2 separate regions of the Sus scrofa genome follow, and region 1 is linked to region 2. Evidence: chromatin contacts called from public HiChIP or PLAC-seq data. All regions are on one chromosome and are shown on one strand. The core of a region is the stretch at or near the end of the contact, and the rest is flanking DNA. Distances in the headings are between cores, read along the strand shown. Region 1 has its middle 21 kb from the start of RDH12. Region 2 overlaps ARG2 (arginase-2, mitochondrial).

Region 1 (5,472 bases), core at 2,065-4,564, 140 kb before region 2:
GCCCACCTGACATTGATGATAAGTAGCTGATAGTGGCTCCAGGCCGCCACGCTGAGTGATTTTTTTACAGCAGCCCACTTGGTGTTTAGAGCTCAGGGAGGTGGATTCTTCCACCCTTGGGCTTTGCTAGATGAGGTGATAAATAGGACAGGGAATTGGCAAGGGAGAAAGCCAGAGGAGTAGAAGGTTGTGGTTGGAGTGGGATTTTGGAAGTTAAGATACTTAAGGAGCAGCAAGTTCATGTGATGACCAAGTACCCGGATGTGGTCCTTGGAGGGGACTGGGAGAGGAAGGAGGTGGAGGGAAGGGTCGGTGCTGAGGAGGGCAGGGAACTGAGTCTGAGTGGACACACAGCGCACTCAAAGACCAGTGCTTTGGGCAACCTGTGTACACCCCCCCTCATCACACTACCCACTGGGTCTTCCTACGGTACCACTTTGTTATCTAAATTGAGCTATTTGCAGTCTAATCACACTCTCACATATTTTATGATACAAAAATCTGTTGTATTCAGGTAATGCTGTATCTTTCTTTCATGCCAGGTTGACATTAAACCTCTCTGGTGGACATGGACCCTTGCACATAAAAGGGCTTCTTTTCTGGGAATTTTCAGGACTTTATGAACAGTAATGCCCTTGCGCCCAAACAAGAAGGGCTCCTTCCCTCAGCCATGCACCGTTTTTTGTTTGTTTGTTTTTCAGCTGTGCCTATAGCATGCAGAATTTCCCAGGTCAGGGATTGAACCCATGCTGCAGTCGTGACAATACCAGATCCTTAACTACTAGGCCACAAGGGAACTCTAGTCGTGTACTTTTTAAAACCATATATTTCACAAAAATGCACAAGAAAATAGTAAATAGGATTTCCAGTTGTAGCACAGCGGAGACGAATCTGACTAGTAACCATGAGGTTGTGGGTTTAATCCCTGGCCTTGCTCAGTGGGTTAAGGATCCGGCGTTGCCGTGAGCTGTGGTGTAGGTCACAGACACATCTCAGATCCTGTGTGGCTATGGCTGTGGTGTAGGTCAGCAGCTGTAGCTCAGATTCAACCCCTAGCCTGGGGATCTCCATATGCCATGGGTGCAGCCCTAAAAAGAAAAGAGAGAGAGAGAGAGGAAGGAAGGAAGGAAGGAAGGAAGGAAGGAAGGAAGGAAGGAAGGAAGGAAGGAAGAAAAGTAAATATATTTAAGAATATGTGAAATATATTTAAGAACAGCTCTATTACTTAGTCCCTGGCACTCAGTTCTGACATAATACAACATGGTACCCTAGACTTCAGCTCCCTTAACTAACACTGTTTAAGCCCCAGGGAGGAGTTCCCGTTGTGGCGCAGTGGTTAACGAATCCAACTAGGAACCATGAGGTTTCGGGTTCAATCCCTGGCCTTGCTCACTAGGTTAAGGATCCAGCGTTACCGTGAGCTTTGGTGTAGGTTGCAGACGCGGCTCGGATCCTGTGTTGCTGTGGCTGTGGTGTAGACCGGTGGCTACAGCTCTGATTAGACCCCTAGCCTGGGAACTCCATATGCCATGGGAGCAGCCCTAGAAAAAGTAAAAAGATGAAAAAAAAAAAAAAGAGCCCCAGGGAAACACATCTTGACTCTGCATCCAAATGCTTTGAAAATGTGCACTTAGAGCTACTGCTTCTTAGTGCAGGGAGACTTTAAAGAGAAGAAGCAACTGAGGAAGAAAAAAGACAATTAAATTCTTAGCATGAGTGTAAGGGACACTTTCATTAAAATGGGTATCATTTTCAGTAGGGCTGAGTATCTATTTTCATGTCTCTTTTTCCCAATATGTGTTTGCAGCATGTGTACAATGGAAGCTAAATAATAATCAACTTACATTATTCTTTTTTTTTTTTTTTTTTTTTTTTTTTTTGTCTTTTTAGGGCTGCACCCAAGGCATATGGAGGTTCCCAGGCTAGGGGTCGAATCAGAGCTGTAGCTACCAGCCTAGACCACAGCCACAGCAACACCAGATCCAAGCGGTGTCTGCAACCTACACCACAGCTCATCATGGCAATGCTGGATCCATAACCCACCGAGCAAAGCCAGGGACCGAGCCCATGTCCTCATGGATACTAGTCAGATTGTTTCCACTGAGCCATGACAGGAACTTCTACATTACTTTTACATTGATAGACATTAGACATTTAGGTATAGCTGAAACATACTTAAAGCATGATATCTGTTGTTTACACTGGACACTAAACATTAAAATCGTGAATAGTTTTATTTTTATAAATATTCATAGAATTAATTGTTTTCAAGAACTAGAAAATTTTGCTTCATTTAAATAATTTGAATTTAAAATGTTGATATTCACAGCAATAATATATTTTGCCTTTTAATTTTCATAGAAAATTTAAATAATTTAGAAGAAAAATAGCCTAAGACATCTGAAAATGATTTTTTATTTCTCTCATTTAAATTTTTATGAAAATACATTTAAATTGCATATACTTTGAATACAAGTGTTTTGTGGGTTTTTTTAACCTTGCGTTAAATAGCTACTGCCATTAGAACACGAAATGTTGAACGATTATAACAAGATAGTTCATGATTTCATTGAAATGAAAGCCCCATGGAGCAGAGCCACCCTCCCACTCTCATGCCTGCTCTGGACCATGACATGAGCAAGGAATACACTTTTTTTGCATTAAGATACTAAAATTTAGCACCGTTTGTTACAGCAATTAATCTATTTCTCCTATCAGAACAAGTTGTACCTCATGTTCTATGATCTTATCAGTTGATTGTTTTGGCTAAGAGATATCATATATCCATATGTAGAAAAAATAGATGGTATATTTATAGGTAGATAGATACATAGATAGATCAATCAAAATTTGGATGAATACTTGTGGAGTTCCCGTTGAGGCTCAGTGGTTAACAAATCCGACTAGGAACCATGAGGTCGAGGGTTTGATCTCTGGCCTCACTCAGTGGGTTGGGGTTCTGGTGTTGCTGTGAGCTGTGGTGTAGGTCACAGACGTGGCTCAGATACTGAAAGGATGAAAATGCAGCCTAACCCTCCAAGACCCCAAGAAGGTAGTAAAGAGCCCTAACTCCAGCTTCCTAAAAAGCCCTAGATGCCCCCGAATTCCAGACCCTGCTCCCTGCCAGTAAATAGGTAAAAGGTCACACTTCTTGCTGTTCCAGGGCCTGCTCTCTGTATGAAACTAGGTGAAAGGACGTAAAATAGGCCCTTGAATGCGTGATCCTGACCTAAGTAAGATAACAGGAAATGAGCTGACTAATCGCTTATCTGGCTTCTGTAAAACTGCTTGCGCCATAGAAGAAATGATTACACATTGAAAGCCCTAGTGACCTATCTCAACTGCAATCTGTCACTCCGGCCAGGAGCCCGCGCAAATGCGGACCTCTGGAACTGTAGAAAAATGATTGGTCCACGGAGCGCATATTTTGATATGATTTGTCCACGAAGCGCGGGCTCTCGATGTTTTAAAATGATTGGTTTTCGAAGCGCGGGCTTTGTTGTGAACCCCATAAAAGCTGTCCCAATTCCGCACTCGGGGGCCGCAGTCCTCTACCCCTGCGTGGTGTATGACTGTGGGCCCCAGCGCGCTTGGAATAAAAATCCTCTTGCTGTTTGCATCAAGACCGCTTCTCGTGAGTGATTTGGGGTGTCGACTCTTCCGAGTCCAGACGAGGGGGATTTTCCTTCTACTGGCCTTTCAATACCACGTTGCTATTGTTCTGGTGTAGACTGGTGGCTACAGCTCTAATTAGACCCCTAGCCTGGGAACTTCCATATGCTGCTGGTTTGGCCCTAGAAAAGACAAAAAGCCAAAAAAAAAATTGGATGAATACTTGTGAAAGCATATCAGAACTATTCCGACTCTGTACTAGGATGTTAGATCACTTATCCCCGTGGATACTGAAATTAATGAAAGAGGACAGATCTTTGGGGTGGAGAAATATGTAATGAAACAAGTGTCAAAACGTCACTTTACAGCTAAAGAAATTGAAGGTGATGAAAGCAGGTCAGGAAGACATCTGACTTACATCAGCAGCAATGGTGGAAAAAAGTAGTTAAAATGATAAGACTATCAGCAATTATATCTGGCTCCACGTAGCACTATTGTGTCAGGACATAGACTTCAACAATAAGGACAGTTCCTTTTGTCAGGTAACAAGAAATCTCCAGGAAGAGCAGCTGCAGTCTTGGCTAATTCAGTGACTCATTACTTTATCATCTGTGAGCCAGGTTCGTTTTATCTTTGCCTCCACCATCTTCAGCATGCAAGCTTGGTCCAGCTCAGCTCCACTCAGGGCTCAAGATATTTGTGGTAGGGAGTTCCCATTATGGTGTAGCAGAAATAAATCTGACTAGTAACCATGAGGATACAGGTTCAATCCCTGGCCTTGCTCAGCGGGTTAAAAGGTCTGGTGTTGCCGTGAGCTGTGATGTAGGTCACAGATGCAGCTTGCACCCCGTGTTGCTGTGGCTGTGATATAGGCCAGCAGCTGTAGCTCCAATTGGCCCCCTAGCCTGGGAACCTCCATATGCCACAGGTGGGGCCCTAAGAAGCAAAAAAAAAAAAGAGAGAGAGAGAGATTTGTGGTAGATTCAGCTGTCACATTCATCCCTGGCAATGTCCAACAGTTCCATTTGGCCCTTTGCCATGCTTCCATCACTCCCCCATAGGTATTGATCCCAGGAATACTTCCATCTTGTAACTAAAGAGCCAACACACAAGGTAGATTGTCCAGGGCTTAGAGGCGTGGGGACGCACAGTACAGAATTGAGTTGGACAAGGACCACGTGGCAGCCTAGGTAACCTGTGGCAACTAGCCATCACTTAGCCTTTAGTTTCCTAGACCATTTTTAAGACTAAGAAATTGAAGCCAGTCTCAGTGGAGCCAACGGGAAAGATGTTTCTCATTTGGACAAGGCTAGCTAAGGGCCTCAGAGCACGACTGAAACCAAGGAGAGTGAAAGTAATGACCTGGGGCAGCTAGAGAGGCACCTAGGAGCAGAGAAATAGGAGGTGACTGTCCTTCCTGGGCCCTTTGCATCCACGACTTTGTCTCCGGTATATGGAGGATACTTCCAGGCAGGAAGCCGCATCCACGGCCCAAGTCAACTGGCATTTCGGAAAGTGGCCACTGTGGTCCATCTGATGAGCAGAGATGGGAAGATGGAATGTGACTCAGACACTGGATTCCCAGCATCAGTTGTGCTGAGCCAAGGTCTTTCCCTTGGGTGGTGGTTAACTTGGGGCAGGTCCCTTCTGGAAACATGATAAGAAGCCAAGGCTGGTACTTGTTCCTTGCCCGGGCTGAACAGACGAGATGACATTTTTGGTGCTGGGCAGGGAGCTATGCAGGGGCAAGAGAAGCCTGAGCACCAGATGATTCCAAAAGGGCAGTTAGTGCTGAGGGAGGCTTCTCATGGGAGCTCCTGAAGGCCATGAGCAGTGATGGAGTCTGGAATCTGAACAAGG
Region 2 (5,668 bases), core at 17-2,516:
CGAGCTGCGTCTGCGACCTACAGCACAGCTCATGGCAACACCAAGATGCTTAACCCACTGAGCGAGGCCAGGGATCGAACCTGTGTCCTCATAGATATTAGCTGGATTCGTTACCACTGAGCCACAATGGGAACTCCCCTTTTTCAAGTTCTTGATGCTCCACTTTGGTCCAGAAAGGACTGAAAGGGAGACAGACACATCAAGCTAGTGACTACAGCTCTGCCAATGTACAGTCCAGATGTGTAGCTCGCTGCCCCAGACCTGGGCTACCATCCTGCTGAGGTTCCCGAAGAACCTCAGCAAGCCAGACAGACCACATTCCACACCACTCTGGGCTATGCACGAAAGATGAGCTGGCCACAGTGGGACAAGTGGCCACAACTGATGCAAAGGAAACAATCTCTGTCCTTTGGCCCCTAATGTGTCAGAAGCATCAAGATCTCCAAACAAGTTCGGTCTCTAAATTTGTCATTACAAGGATTAAGATTAGAGATAACAGGGAAAAGCCAACACATGCTAAGGGTTACGTTATTAGTGCAACTGGATGAGGCAGCTTTGTGGTTCTTCTCCGCACCCTACCCTTTTCCTTGCAACAGATGGTGTAATCTAGGACTTCCCATAACCTGTGTGTAATACGACTGTCACTTTGATAAGAGAAAGAGTTTTTTGGTGAGAAGTAGCAAACAAACATAGGCCCACTGATTTGTCACTGAAATGGCTCCTAATGAGTCCAGCTCTCGCCAAGTTTTCTACCTTCCCTGTAAAAGAATATAAAGGCACAACCAATGTCCCTTGGAATGCCAGTTCTCAAAAGAGATCTAACCACAATGCCACACCCTGCTGTGACTCAGTTCTTGGGCCACACAGGAAGATACTTTCTACTTCTTTTCCTTTTGTGTGGTTCCGGCCTCTTGGGGTGGAGGAGGGAGCCAAGGAGATGCTATCTTTCTTCTTTTCAAATCTTAGCATTACCACACCTACCAGAGGAATACAGCCTCACTACCAAGAGAGCTTGGTCATTAATAGAGAGGGACGAGTACCTTTACTCAAGAATCAAATTATTTAAACCAGTCTGTAATCCCTTAGATTCTAGACTTCTGAATGGTCCAATTTTTGAATATTAAAGGAACAAGACTGGCCTATTGGCCAGAGAGCCTGCAAGAGACAAGGGTTCTGCGTGCAGGTTAATGCGAGCCTCCACCGTAGCGTGAGCCCTGGGATGCACCTGCGGCACCTCCCAGCCCCTCCTGCTGGACACCCTCGGGGCCACCAGCGAGGCATAGCCACCCCACCCCCAAGAGGTGCTGCCTATCTCCCCCAACCAGCTCTGAGGTGACCTGCATCAAGAAAATTTCCACTGAAGGGAACATCACTGCAGGGAAGTCAACATTTGTGAATTACCTTAAACAAGTCTTCGAGGATTGAGAAGTATTTCCTAAACCTGTTGCCAGGTGGTGCAAAGTTCAGAATACTCAGGATGAATTTGAGGTATTATTTTTGCATCTCATCTGTATGAATCTGACTGCATGAATGAAACAGAATGGACCATTTATCAAGACTGGCATGACTGGATTAATAACCAGTTTGTTCAAAGTCTTGAACTGGATGGAATCATTTATCTTTGAGCCACTCCAGAGAAATGTTTGAATAGAATATATTTATGGGGAAGAAATGAAGAACAAGGCATTCCTCGTGAATACTTGGAGAAGCTTCACTATACGCATGAAAGCTGGTTCCTGCATAGAACACTAAAAACCAACTTTGATTATCTACAAGAAGTGCCTATCTTAATACTGGATGTTAATGAAAACTTTAAAGACAAACACAGCCATCTGGTTGAAAAGGTGAAAGAATTTTGAGCACTTTGTGATCTTTCTGAAGACTCCAGGCAGCCAAATGAGTCCAGATACTTCAGCTCTGTATATCTTTATAGCTCCATATTCCTACAAGACTCTCTAGAAAACCCAAGGTTTTTTTTAAACAATTTATCTTATAAGAATTTTTTTTGTCTTTTTTTTTTTTTTTTTTTTTTTTCCTTTTCTAGGGCTGCTTCCTGTGGCATTTGGAGGTTCCCAGGCTAGGGCTCAAATTGGAGCTGCAGCCACCAGACTACACCACAGCCACAGCAATGTGGGATCCGAGCTGTGTCTGCAACCTACACCACAGCTCACGGCAACGCCAGATCCTTAATCCACTGGGCAAGGCCAGGGATCGAACCTGCAACCTCATGGTTCCTAGTCGGATTCATTAACCACTGCTCCATGACGGGAACTCCAAGTTAAACAATTTAGATGCACTGATCTTTGAAAGAGAGACTTGGTTTCAAATCTGTAATTGCCATAAGTATATAAATAGTCTCATGATATTGTACAGGTTTGTTTTTGTTTGATATGAATGAATGTTTACAAAATTAAATGTTTCCTGAGTACATAAGAAGAAAAAAAAAAAAAGGAACAATGCCACCTCTGTCAGCCTTACTTGAAGTAGCCATCATTAGCTACTCAGGTCCTGGTTCAAAAACAAGTTTTGAAGAAGGAGGCAAAAACTGGCCATCATCACTTACCAACTTTTACCTGATTATCAACTGGTAGCCAAATGGTACCTTGTACAGCTATCAACTGGTAGCTTATAAGAGCTAAACAATTTGATCTATGACAGTTATTTGTTGAGTCATACATTTTTAAAGTTTTATTTTCATTTTGGCTGCGCCCATAGCATATGAAAGTTCCTGGGCCAGGGATTGAACCCACACACTAGCAACAACCCAAGCCACTAAAGTAACAATGCCAGATCCTTAACCCGCTTGCCAGAAGGGAACTCTGAGTCACACGTGTTGAAACTATGGGAAACCAAGTAGCTTCTGAGGAGCAAACTGTTTTGAGAGAAAGGAAATAGCGATCTGGAAAAATCCGTCAAGATATGAATGAAGTTCCAGGAGAAAGCTAGGATGCTCTGCCCTTTTCTCCCTTCAACAAAAGCCAACTGTGTGCCTGGAATTCACATCCCAGGCAGAAGACAGGCAGGGAAAGCACGGGCCGGTGCAAACTGCTCCGACAAAGCCGAGCACAGGGTGTGATGGGACCAGAGGAAGGCGCTGACTCAGACCCAGGATAAGCCAAGAGGACTTCTCCAAAGAGTCACTATCTGAATCGCGAAGGTTTTAGCCAGGACTAAAAGGAATGGGGAAAGCTTGCCAAGCAGAAGAGGCACACAGTACCTTCAGCCCTACAGGACAATGCCCAGTTCCCTCTGCCCTGAGTTCACTCGGGAAGGACTATGGAGAGAGGCAGCAGAGGGGGCAGGAGCCTAGATGCAGTAGGGAGCTACTAAGGTGCAAGTCAGAAGGTGACAGATCATATCGGCACTGGAGATCTAGTGATCTGGTGGCCTGCAGAAAATGGCCTGGCCTGAAGAGCAGCTCCCAGGGAGGCTGTAAAGACAAGGCAGTGGGAGAGAACGGACAAGATTCCAGCAATACTTCAAGGGATGTGGAGGAGAGGGAAAGGCTTTGCCCTCCAGCTTTCTGGCTCTGCTACCACCAGCAATGAGAAAGCATAGGGGAAGGGAGTGGAGCTGATGTAAGTTCAGTTCAGGATACGGTGGCATCCGGGTGTTAGAGACTTTTCTACTGATGACACTTGGGAACAAGCCAATGGCTCAGTTCCAGGCAGCATCCAGGGCTGAATACACCAACTTCTGACGGAAGTGTACACCACCAGCTATGAAGCAGAACTGCCAGGAAAATAACTGGACCTGAATCTGACCAAGGATCTAGATCCAGTAATCGGTAGACAGGAAACAGACAAAAGAACAAGTCAGAAGATGCCACAGGGATGAGCGCTGCAAGATCCAAGCTGAGGGATTCTACAGACCTAGTTTCCTCTACAGCTCAACAGCAAGGAAGAGGGGGAAAAACAGGAGGGACCTTGTAAAGAACTCACAAGGTACTAATACAGACCTTATTTGGATCCAAATTCAGACTGTAAAATATAAACACAAAACGTGTGAATTAATCAGGCAATGTGAACATTAGCTGGTGTAAGGGCAGATACAAATTGAAAATAGACTTACTGGAGTTCCTGTCGTGGCTCAGTGGTTAACGAAGCCAATTAGCATCCATGAGGATGCAGGTTCGATCCTTGGCCTCTCTCAGTGAGTTAAGGATCTGGCGTTGCCATGAGCTGTGGTGTAGGTTGCAGATGCAGCTCCAATCCTGTGTTGCTGTGGCTCTGGCGTAGGCTACAGCTCCAATTCGACCCCTGACCTGGGAACCTCCATGTGCCACCAGTTCGGGAAAGAAAGGAAGTTCCAAGGAAAAAAGGGAGGGAGGGAGAAAGGAAGGAGGGAAGGAAAGAAAAAATAGATTTACTTATCCGTATTGAAAATAAGGGTAAAGACTTCTCCCATCCCTGGTGTTTCAGAATTTCTGTCCGTTCCTTTTCAAGTGTACGTAATCTTTATAATGACTCTCTAGGCCTCACAGCCCAGGAATGTTGCCTCAAGGCCCTAGGAGACACCTTTTTGAAATGCAAACATTTCGCCTCCCCCCCCCCAAACACACACCTCCCAGTTCTATGGCCATGGGTGGTGGGCCCCTTGCTTCAAATTACCAAAAAACTACCTCCCATGTTAAGTTATGAGATGTTTGTTTCTCCTCCAGATAAAGCCAATCAGCTAATAGGTAGCCACTTCAATTTCCAAGATAAGGTTAAGATGAGCTACATGTAACAAAAAGTCAATGGTCAAAGTCCTCTAGCTGGAGGGCTAGCTATTAAACCTTGAAAACAAGGACTGTGTTGCACCCACTTGGCCTCAGAAAAAAGATTAAGATAAATCTTCAAGATTTATCTTAATCTTTACGTACACTTGCGATCTTTTAGCAGATTGCCCAATTTAATGTTTATTCAACAATAAACTGTTTTTGGAGTTCCCCTCGTGGCTCAGCGGTTAAGGAACCAGACTAGCATCCAGGAAGATGTGGGTTCAATCTCTGGTGTCACTCGGTGGGTTAAGGATCCAGTGTTGCCTTGCCATGAGCTGTGGTGTAGGTTGCAGACGCAGCTTGGATCCAGCGTTGCCGCGGCTGTGGCATAGGCTGGCGGCGACAGCTCCGACTGGACCCCTAGCCTGGGGGACCTCCATATGCTGCGGGTGTGGCCCTAAAAAGACAAAATAATAACAATAATAATAATAATAAACTGTTTTTCTTCTTAACCACCTTTATGGATAGATTCTCAGTTGGAATTTTTTAAAAGTTATTGTATTTTCCCAACACCAGGTATTTGATATTAACTTATTTTAGGTGTGATAATGGTACTGCAGTTAAGTTTTAAAGTGTTCTTGTATTTTGAAGATGTATAATGAAATATTTGCACATGCAACAATATGAAGTCTGATTTGCTTCAAAAGACATGGAGGTGAAATGAAAAACACTGCCAGGTATGGATGGTTGATGCTAGGTGACAGATGTATCAAATTTGTTATGTTACCATCTCTAGTTTTCACATAAAGTGAAACCTCCCAAAATAAAAAGGTAATGGAAGGAGTTCCTGTTGTAGCTCAACAGGTTAAGAACCTGATACAGTGTCCCTCAGAATGCGGGTTCGATCCCTGGCCTCACTTAGTGGGTTAAGGATCTGGCATTGCCATGTAGGTTGCAGATGTGGGT

Evidence for each region. HiChIP or PLAC-seq counts read pairs in DNA pulled down with a chosen protein or histone mark.
Region 1: an H3K27ac HiChIP or PLAC-seq map of alveolar macrophages shows a contact between it and region 2. The contact joins two enhancer-like sites.

What each region holds. Positions count from the first base shown.
Region 1 is chr7:91,499,508-91,504,979 of Sscrofa11.1, reverse strand. It overlaps the pseudogene LOC110261621. Among named protein-coding and RNA genes, the nearest start is that of RDH12, 21 kb to the right of the region's middle. Within about 2 kb of position 3,314, at least 6 of the 83 cell types and tissues checked have an H3K27ac peak or open chromatin away from gene starts, as enhancers often do. A contact at or near this core is called in alveolar macrophages, where this site is marked.
Region 2 is chr7:91,355,024-91,360,691 of Sscrofa11.1, reverse strand. All of the region lies in intron 2 of ARG2 (arginase-2, mitochondrial), which reads right to left. It also overlaps the pseudogene LOC110261694. Among named protein-coding and RNA genes, the nearest start is that of ARG2, 14 kb to the right of the region's middle. Within about 2 kb of position 1,266, at least 15 of the 83 cell types and tissues checked have an H3K27ac peak or open chromatin away from gene starts, as enhancers often do. A contact at or near this core is called in alveolar macrophages, where this site is marked.